3 separate regions of the Anas platyrhynchos genome follow, and regions 2 and 3 are each linked to region 1. Evidence: chromatin contacts called from public Hi-C data. All regions are on one chromosome and are shown on one strand. The core of a region is the stretch at or near the end of the contact, and the rest is flanking DNA. Distances in the headings are between cores, read along the strand shown. Region 1 holds the start of PDS5A (PDS5 cohesin associated factor A). Region 2 holds the start of UBE2K (ubiquitin conjugating enzyme E2 K). Region 3 holds the start of RPL9 (ribosomal protein L9).

What was found. A called contact is a pair of places that touch in the nucleus more often than the background predicts.
Region 2: a contact with region 1 is called in a Hi-C map of subcutaneous adipose tissue, with 2.6 times the contacts expected there. The contact joins the promoter of UBE2K here to the promoter of PDS5A in region 1. A contact is called at or near these places in 5 of 8 Hi-C or Micro-C datasets (F5 follicle, liver, skeletal muscle and 1 more).
Region 3: a Hi-C map of subcutaneous adipose tissue shows a contact between it and region 1, with 4 times the contacts expected there. The contact joins the promoter of RPL9 here to the promoter of PDS5A in region 1. A contact is called at or near these places in 3 of 8 Hi-C or Micro-C datasets (F1 follicle, liver and subcutaneous adipose tissue).

What each region holds. Positions count from the first base shown.
Region 1 is chr4:55,827,084-55,830,253 of IASCAAS_PekinDuck_T2T, forward strand. PDS5A (PDS5 cohesin associated factor A) reads left to right here and starts at 1,673. Exons shown (of 34, transcript XM_072037698.1): 1 at 1,673-1,858; 2 at 2,635-2,805. The coding sequence starts at 1,832. It overlaps LOC106020445 (a long non-coding RNA gene), which reads right to left and starts at 1,361. Exons shown (of 3, transcript XR_002406837.4): 1 at 1-1,361.
Region 2 is chr4:55,955,880-55,958,709 of IASCAAS_PekinDuck_T2T, forward strand. UBE2K (ubiquitin conjugating enzyme E2 K) reads right to left here and starts at 1,329. Exons shown (of 8, transcript XM_072037701.1): 1 at 1,096-1,329. The coding sequence starts at 1,296.
Region 3 is chr4:56,040,122-56,043,205 of IASCAAS_PekinDuck_T2T, forward strand. RPL9 (ribosomal protein L9) reads left to right here and starts at 1,463. Exons shown (of 8, transcript XM_027457230.3): 1 at 1,463-1,568; 2 at 1,890-1,936; 3 at 2,011-2,126; 4 at 2,943-3,038. The coding sequence starts at 1,891. It overlaps LIAS (lipoic acid synthetase), which reads right to left and starts at 1,499. Exons shown (of 11, transcript XM_027457229.3): 1 at 1,344-1,499; 2 at 1,040-1,212; 3 at 286-379. The coding sequence starts at 1,376.

The DNA of each region.
Region 1 (3,170 bases), core at 423-2,922:
GAATTCCTACCCACACATTATTACGCCTGAAGTACCTGAGGGCTCCTCAGTCTTCATTTTCCTCCCAGCTCTTGTAAACCTGGACACAGACATCCTTCTCACGAGCTGCAGGGCTCATCCCTCCTGTGGGCCAGGCCAGCCCCACTGCCGCACATAGCTCCTGTACACTCAGCCAGCTCCTTGTCCCCTTTGGCCACACTGACCCCAGCTGTCTTCCTCAGATTGCCTCTGCAGAAAATACACTAGAGGTGTTCAAAAGTGAGAACGATACTTTCAGCTGGTTCACTTAGCCAAGAAGTTGCAGACAGGGCGGGCAGCTGGATAAGTACTTGTGTCTATACGTGGACACATATTACATGAACTGCAGATTCAAAATGGACAGATACATCCTACTTTGCTACTGACCTTCTTTCCAGACATATTCCATCTCTTGGAAAGATGGAAGAATATTACATTACAGGGCCATTTCACAGGGAAAGCTTTCCTGAGAATACTGGCAAGGGCCCCTTCGATCTGCACCTTCAAGTTCCTGCTGAAGATTTATAAGGAAACCAATGTTTGAGATGCTCATCTGCCAACAGCGAGGGCGAAAAATGCAGATGTCGATGTGTAGATGTGGATCTATCCCCAAACTATCTGAGGAAGGGCTATTTACCTGCCTTCACACTGTTGGTGCCATCGTGCACAATTTACCACAAATTTTGTGATATATCACACCGGCTGGGCCTCAACACCATCGCCGGGGGAAGAAATAAAAGCTGAAAGGGAAACGTGGGGTTGAGCAGCGCCCACAAAACGCCACAGAAACTGCCAACAGCACCACACACCTTGGTGTGGGGAGCACGAGCTGTGGGGACAAACATGTCCCAGTCCCCTCTGCATCCCCCAGTCCTCACACACACCTCACATGGCAAAGGAGGAGACCCCTGAGGGTCGGGGCTCGGCTGGGGGACAGCCCTGAGGGCTTTGGGGAGCTCTGAGGGGCTGGGGGCAGCCTTGAGGTACTGGGATTAACTCTGAGGGGCTGGGGCTAACCCTGATGGGCTGGGGGAAGCCGTGAGGACTTCAGGGAGCCCTGAAGAGCCAGGGACAGCCCTGAGAGACTGTGGGGAGCACTGAGAGACTGCAGGGAGCCCTGAGGGGCTGCGGGGAGCCCTGAGGGGCTGGGGGCAGCCTTGAGGTACTGAGATTAACTCTGAGGGGCTGGGGGCAGCCCTGAGGACTTCAGGGAACCCTGAAGAGCCAGGGACAGCCCTGAGAGACTGCGGGGAGCCCTGAGGGGCTGGAGCCAGCCCCGAGGGGCCAGGGGGAGCCCCGAGGGGCCGCTCCAGGGCTTTTGGCGCCAAGCGTGAGGCAGCGCTGCGGCGGCCGTGCCCGGTACTGCCCGGTACTGCCCCGCCGCCGCCCTGCGGGAGGCTCTGCGGGGGGACGCCGCTCTCCGGCCGGTTCCCCCCCGCTGCCCTGCGACCGGGGCCGTGCCGTGCCGGGCTTGGGGAAGGGGGGGATCCCGCCTGGGCGGCAGGAGGAGGGAGGGGAGGCCGGCGGAGGGGGCGGCGCGGAGCCTCCTCCCGGCTGCCCTTCCCCGGCCGGTCGGAGAGCGGCACTGTGGCCCCGCGGCGCACGCTCCGCCGGAGCCTCCCCGTCTCCCCCTGCCTCCTCCGCCGCCAGCAGCAGCAGCAGCGAGCAGCTCCCCCTCCCCCGTTCCCCGAGCAGGAGCCGCCGCACCGCGGAGCAGGGAGGGAGGCGGCGAGGAGCGCAGGGCAGCGGCCGGCGGCGGGGGGGCGGCGGCGGCGGCGGCGGGGCGAGGAGCAGCCGGCGCGGAGCCTGCTCAATGCTGCACCTTCCGGAGCTGCATGAGGTAAAGGCGGCTCCGCGTCCCGCTCCCCTCCTTCCTCCCCCCTCCTCCTCCTCCTCCGAGGGGGGCCGGGGGTGCGCGGGGCCGGGGCCCGGGGGGGCTCTTTGTGGGCCCCGCTGGGGTGAGGGGCGGCGGCGGGGCGGCGAGGAGGGGCCGGGGGGCCGGGGGGGGCGGCCGTGAAGTTGCGGGAACAAACGGAAAGTGGGCAGCGGCCTGGCCCCCTGCCCGGGGGGGGCCCTGGGGCTCGGGGGGGGCCGCCGGGGGGGTTTTGTTTGCGATCGCCGCCGCCTCCCTGCCTCCCTCCCCGCCTCCCTCCCCCTCCGCCGTTGGTTTCTCTGCCTCCTGATAGTTTTGAGGCCTAAGCGCTTAGGCCTCGGCTCCCGGCGGCGGGGGGCCGGCTCCGGAGCCCCCCCTGACGGGGCCGGGGCCGGTTCCCCCCCGCTCCCCTCCCTCCGGGGCTGGCGGCGGGGCCCCGGGGCCGGGGCATCCTCGGATGGGGGCCGAAATTTCATTGTAAAAGCCTCGGCTCCGAAGTGAGAGCGTCGGGCTGGAGCAGCCCCGCGATGAAAGGAGGCGGCGGGGGGGAGCCGAGGGGCCGGGGCGGCGGGGGGGGGCGGCGGCCCGGCCCCGGGGCTGCCCGGCCCGGCGGGGGGCGGCGGCGGGGGGCTCGGCCGGCGCGGCGGGGAGCGGGGCCTTGTGCGAATTGAGGGTTAGAAATGGGAAAAAGAGGGTTAGAAAGTCGTGCCCATTCCGCTGAACTTTTGTTTTCTGACCGATAGAGGCCGGTAGAGGACTGCGCGGAGGGAAAGTTTCTGAGCGGCGGCGCCAGGATGGACTTCCCTGCTACCCAGCCGAAACCTGCCGCCGACGGTAAAATCATCTACTACCCGCCCGGGGTGAAGGAGATCACGGACAAGATCACTAACGATGAGGTGGTGAAACGGTTAAAGGTGAGCCATCCCGACCCCTCTGCCTCGCCACGCTCTCTTCTCGAAGGAAACGTTTCCTCACGGGAGAGGAGGGCAGCCAGCGGGTTCTTGTCGTGGCTGAAATGTCCGCTCCTTGCCTGCAGACCCTCACAGCAGTGCTGCTCCCGTGCTTCTCCTTAAAGAGGAGAAATCCTTTTATTTTGTTTGTAATTTGTGACTGTGTCCCCGTGTTCGCTCAAAGCTGGAGTCGATGCGGCTAATTTGTGCATGAAATACATCCGTGGTGCTGGAGACAGGTCTGAAGCAAAATCCTAAGTAACAATTTCAGGATATATTACTGAAAATACTCGCTGTCAAGCTAGAAGGTGTCTGTGGGTTCCAGCAGA
Region 2 (2,830 bases), core at 79-2,578, 130 kb after region 1:
ATATCAAACTCTTGTGTTATAACTTTAAAATTTCATAATATATTTCATAATTATTACTTGTGGGAAGTTTTGCTCAGTTTAAATAATACTATGAAATGGTCTTTATTTCCAGCTTTCTATGCTGAGCTCTTCACTGCATAGACTAAAACAGGAACAGAGAAAAAATGTTCCTGGACCAACCTCTAGAGTAAGAAAATTTGGCATGGATTCCCCTTCCCCCACACCCTGAACTGGAGAACATGTTTTTTGTTTGTTTTCCCTGCATCAAGCAAGGGGAAGGTGTCTTAAAGCTGTTATACAGCATTATCAAATCAAGTCTTCTTTGTTCCCACAGGATCAGCTGTTATATGGGGTACCAGGTCTAGTCTTTGTAGCTTTGGTATGAAGATACCCACCTAGAAATTTCTCTTAGCTTACAGGCAATTCTGTAGTCAGTGTGCAGGAACTTGGTGACAGCAGCCTGGGCTCTAAAGGCAGCTGTAAAACAAGGCCCTTACGTTTTTCTAGGGGATAGTTCAAGCTGCATAGCAACAATACTGTTCCTACACTAAATTTTAAAGCACATCACCTACTGCTACCCTGAACACGTTTTCATTAAAACATCACCATCTTCAAAAAAAATACCCTCTCAGCTTGTCCTCTGTGAATGTGTCCAGATTTCTAAAGCACCAGCGGTAGGAGTTCCAGGCTCACATTAGCATTTCACAAGCATCTAACCTGCAACATCATCCCAAGTAGGACGACAATGACGACACAACTATTAAATCCTATCTGGCTGACGTTCGCCAACTCAGCCCCAGACACAGCAGAAGCTGCACTGATGCAACACTGCAAAAAAGCTGCCGTGTAAGGCCCTGAACAGCTCCAAAACTTCTCTGATCCCCCCTGAAAGCAGCCAGCTTGCCTTACCGACCACCACACGCCCCTCAGGCGCACACCATTCCAGAAACACTCTGCTGAGCAAGCCAGGAGGGCTAGGTAGCGAGACAGAAAGGCGCGTGAGGCTTAAAAATCCATCCACCTGAAGGCGAGAACCTACACGGGGGGGGAAACGCAAGCTCTGCACTGAAGCACCCTCCGCGAGGAGGGATTTACCTGCAAGAAACGCACAAGGGTGAGGTGCAAGGCACGCTGCCGGGCAGCGAGGCGCTCCCTGCCCCAGCCCCAGCCCCCCCCGGCCTCCCCCAGCGGGCAGGGCCTCGGCTGCGGGGGCGAGGGCCGTGGGCGGCGGGGCAGGCCCGGCAGCGGCCGCCCCTCACGGGGGGCTCCCCCCACACATCCCCATTCCCCCCCCATGGCCCCCGGGGGGAAGGGCCCGGCGGCTGCCGGCTCCCCGGGCCTCGCCCTCCTCCTCTTCCCTTCCCTTCCCCTCCCCGGAGCCGCGGGCCGGGCCCACCCCCGGCGGCGGGGAGGAGGAGGTGGGGCCGGGGGGGACCGGCGGGGCCGCCGCCAGCACCGGGGGTGGAGGAGGAGGAGGAGGAGGAGGAGGGGGAGGAAGGTGGCGGCCCGGGAGGGAGGGGGGGACAACGGGGAGAGGCTCTGACCTCCTCGCTCTTCAGCACCTCCTTGAACTCCCGCTTGATCCTCTGCACCGCGATGTTGGCCATCTCCGCAGCGGGCACCCCCACCACCTCCTCCTCCTCCTCCCTCCACCTCCTCCTCCACCTCCTTCTCCTCGCCACCGCCGCCGCCACCGAGCCGGGCCCAGCGAGCTCCGCCGCCGCCGCCGCTGCTGGAGAAGTCCCGGCCCCACCAAAATGGCGGCGGCGCCGAGCATGCGCGCTGAGGAGCCCGGCTCTGCCGCCGCCGCCGCTCAGGAGGGGCCGCCGGCTGCGCGGAGCCGAGCCCAGCCCGCAGCGGGGGGCGGCGAGCCCACGGATGGCTCCCCGGGGGGTTCCTCCGGCTGCCGCCGCTTCCCCCTCCCTGCCAGAGCTGAGGGAGCGCCCCGGGAGGCGGCCGCCTGCCGCCCGCCCTGTCACGGAGCGGGCTGGGCGGCGGGGAGCCCGCCCGCCGCAGGGCTCGGGGCCTCCCCGGCGGTGCGGGGAAATGGGGGGGCCCTGAGGCGAAAAGCGGCGGCCCCCCGGGGGAACAGGGTGGCAGGGAGCGGCCGGAGGTGTCCCCGAGCAAACACCTGGCTGCCGAGTGTCCTGCTCCAGTCCCCAAGCACAACCCAGCAGCGAGGGCGCATCCCATGCCCTGAGAATCTGCTTGACCTGTCCATGCAGCAGTTCACACCTGTATTTTCCCCATAAAAATAAATAAATAAAGATAAAACCTCGCTTGGAAAAGCCCCAGTGCCCATCATGTCTCTCTCCCAGCCCAGCTCCTCGCCTTGGGTGCGCTGATGTCTCCTCACACAGCTCGAGGGGAACCCATGGGCCACAGCAGGCCCCGGAGCAGGTAACGGGGAGGCAGCACAAGCAGCGCTTCTTATGGATCCTGCCACAAGATTTTAAAAGATAAAAGGTGAACATGTCGGGCCTGTCTAATGGACTGTTATATTTTATTGCAGACCCAAATGCTGCAAGCCACAGATGTTGCTCTGTCTGGAAAACAGGAACAGGACAGCAGTAACCATCCCTCCGGCCTAAGGCGCGCAAAATCTGAGCAGTGTAGGTAGATTTTCAGAACAGAGCATGAGATTGCACTTACAACTGTTGTTTATTCAGGAACTGGAGGCTTTCAGGACACTGAGATCTATAGAAAGATAATGCAGTGCCTGCTCTTTCTGTACGGTGCAGGACAACATACAGCATAGGCGTTTGTCTCAACAAAGCCCATTTCCATTCTTTCCAAACAGATTGTAGTGGCTTCCAGTTGGGATTGTCTG
Region 3 (3,084 bases), core at 213-2,712, 210 kb after region 1:
TCCATTAAGAACAGTCACACGTAGCATCTTCTGATCTGATTGGTGATGCAAGTAGTAAACTCTCGTGTTTAAAATCATAGCAGAAAAATATGAAGTTCTCTATAGGATTTTTTTTTTCATTAAGGGTAAAATTCATCACAGTCAAAAAGGGCCAGCTTTGGTCTTGGTTTCAGCATCAAAGACCATGCAAGACATAATTTCTACCTGTCTTCCACAAAAAAATAACTCTGCATCATTAAAAAATGCCTTATTTCTACCAGAAAATTTAGTTAGTACTAGACTTACTGTATGAAGATTTAAGCTTCTCAAGGTATTCTTTAGTTTATTGTAATTCTTTCCCATGGGAATCTTAGTTTTCAGCCATGGTGGAAGCCGCAGCCTGAAAAAGAAGCAAACAGGATTAATAAAATATTTACGTAAGTTTCCATTATTTTCTTAGATCTATGTCAACTTGTTACATATCACGATGAGGAAAGGTTTCTTGGATATTGACACAGCTCAGTGACCAACGTTAACATCACTCATAGTCACAACAGACTTCCATCTTCCATGCTTATTAGCATCCCAATATCCAAAATTGGGAGTTTGTGCTCATTGGAAGGTTTAAGGCTGTTAGCAGGAGCAGGGGGATTTCACAGTGGGGATCGCAGCAATTCATGGCGGTGTACATTGCACGCCTATCCCAAAGTCTGATCAAACTGCTAACTAGATATATGTTCTAAGCATTTAAAAATTTACTCTGCGTTAATTTTTCAATACTGGTTATAGCTTTTTACCACTTCACTCCCCCATTGACGCCTGCTTATAGTTAGATACAGGGCATGGCACAAGCACTCAGGTGAGAAAAATACCACAGTGCCTCAACGTTTTGGTGCGTATTTAAAGCGAACACCGTGTTTTTTCCTTCAGAAATCAGACCGGCGAGCACTTTGACGAGATAATTTAATGGAAGCGCGTTGTGTGTGACCTGTACTGGCATTAAACAGGCGAGGCACCGCAGGGCTGCCACCGCAGCCGCCTAAATTTACCTGACACCTACCTCTCGCCCTTCTGGCGCTTCAGGGCTCCCGCATACCCAGCCCAGGCGCTGCTGTCGGCCAGCTCCCCGCAGACGAAGTCCCGCAGCCCCGGGCCGTTCCGCAGCGCCTCCTTCTTCTCCTCAGGCAGGGAGCCCCCCGTCCCGCAGCGGGCACACGCGTGCCTCGCCGACACCTTAAAAAAAACAAGGCGGATAAACACAATTGACGGAATTACAAAAAATTACAAACGTACCGGTTACAAACAGCCCCATTTGCCCCCTCCCGAGCCCATAGCGCCCCACACCCCGCGGGGCTGCCCCTCACCCGGGCGCGGTGCCTCAGCAGCAGCAGCGCCATGGCGGCGGCGCCCCCTCCCCCCTCACAGCTCCCCCGCTCGATGCGCTCGGCGCTCGGCTCCCCGCGCCCGTTGGCGCGCAGCGAGCCTCGCTCCGTCCTGCCTGCCTGCCGCTGATGACGTCAGCAGGCAGACGGGGGTATAAGTACGCGATGACGTCACGCGCAGCCTCTTTCCGCCCCGCGCGCCGCCAGGTGAGGGGGAGCTGCGGCCGCCGCCATCCGCCCCGCATCCGCCGCCATCCGCCGCGGGCGGCCCCCGCAGCGCCCCGAGGGGGGTGCGGGCAGATCCCCGGGGCGGCGCCGGCCGCCCTCGTGGCGCTCTGATGGGGCGCTGCCGGCCGGGAGCCGCCCCGATGGCGCCTCCTTTACCCCCCCCCCCCCTCCCCTCCTGGTGGAGGCCTCGCCGCGGCCTAGCCCCGGCCTGGGGGGGGGGCGCCCGTAGCTGTGGGGGGGAGGGGGGCGGCAGGGGGCTCGTCCGCGCGGCTGCCAACGCCTTGTGGTTGTCGCCCCTAGGATGAAGACCATCCTCAGCAACCAGACCGTTGACATCCCCGACCAAGGTAGGGCTGCGTGCGGGAAGCCCGCGGGAAGCGGCCCCGCCGCCGCCTAACGCGCCTCTGTGCTTGGTTCGCAGTCAGCGTGTCGCTGAAGGGCCGCACCGTCATCGTCAAGGGGCCCCGGGGAACCCTGCGGAGGGATTTCAACCACATCAACGTGGAGCTGTCGCTGCTGGGGAAGAAACGCAAGAAGGTGAGGGATTCACTTAAGCTCGTAGAGAGAAGGTGGGAGCTGGTAATAAATCTTCCATGCTGCAAGTAAATCGCTGAGTGCTTATCTTCGTGTTTCCTGAAAGAAAATGGAGTTATGGAACACTGGCCCACTCAGGCTCCGTGACAGGCTTGAAGTTCTGTCATGTTTTGGAATGATGATGTTGGTTGATTTTCTTCATCACTGCAGTTATAATCACTGGGCAAAGGGTTGCCTGTTCGATGCTGTTTTTTAAGCTGGTTTGTTTAAATGAGATAAAATTAATTCTCTGTATTTAAGTTTTCAGTGTTGGCAAGTTACATTGGGAGAGCTGATGTTTTTCACATAGGTGCATAATATTTTTCTATTATCTGAAGGATTTAAGAAAAAAAGGGAGGAGTGCGTGATTTCAGTAACTTATTGACAGGCATTTGCTGGATCGTAAAAACACTGGGTCCTTAGGCAGTGCATTATTAAGAAGTTGATAGATTGCATTGAGGTGACTGACCCCAAAACAACTGGTGTACTGTAGGGAAGGATATCGTATTCTTCAGCTAAGGGGTCAGAGCTTTTTTATAACCACTACCTCTCCTAGTGTTTCTGAACTTTTCTTGGTAATGGCGCAAAAAGAAGATAAACTTTGTGTGCTGGGTGTTAGGACATAAGGCATGCGCTGGATGGGTATTTAACAATCATTGAACAATACTTCTACACTTCCAGTAGTTAACTTGGACTTCTCTCTCTTTGTTTGTCGCAAAATTAATTGTTTTTAGTTGTGAAATGTAGCTGAAAGCTTTGTTATTTGTTTTTTTAACCCAGCTGCGTGTTGACAAGTGGTGGGGTAACAGGAAGGAGCTGGCGACAGTTCGCACAATTTGCAGCCATGTACAGAACATGATTAAGGGTGTTACGCTGGTAAGTTGTGTTTGAAGGTAGAAGAACCATGTCATTTTTGTTACAC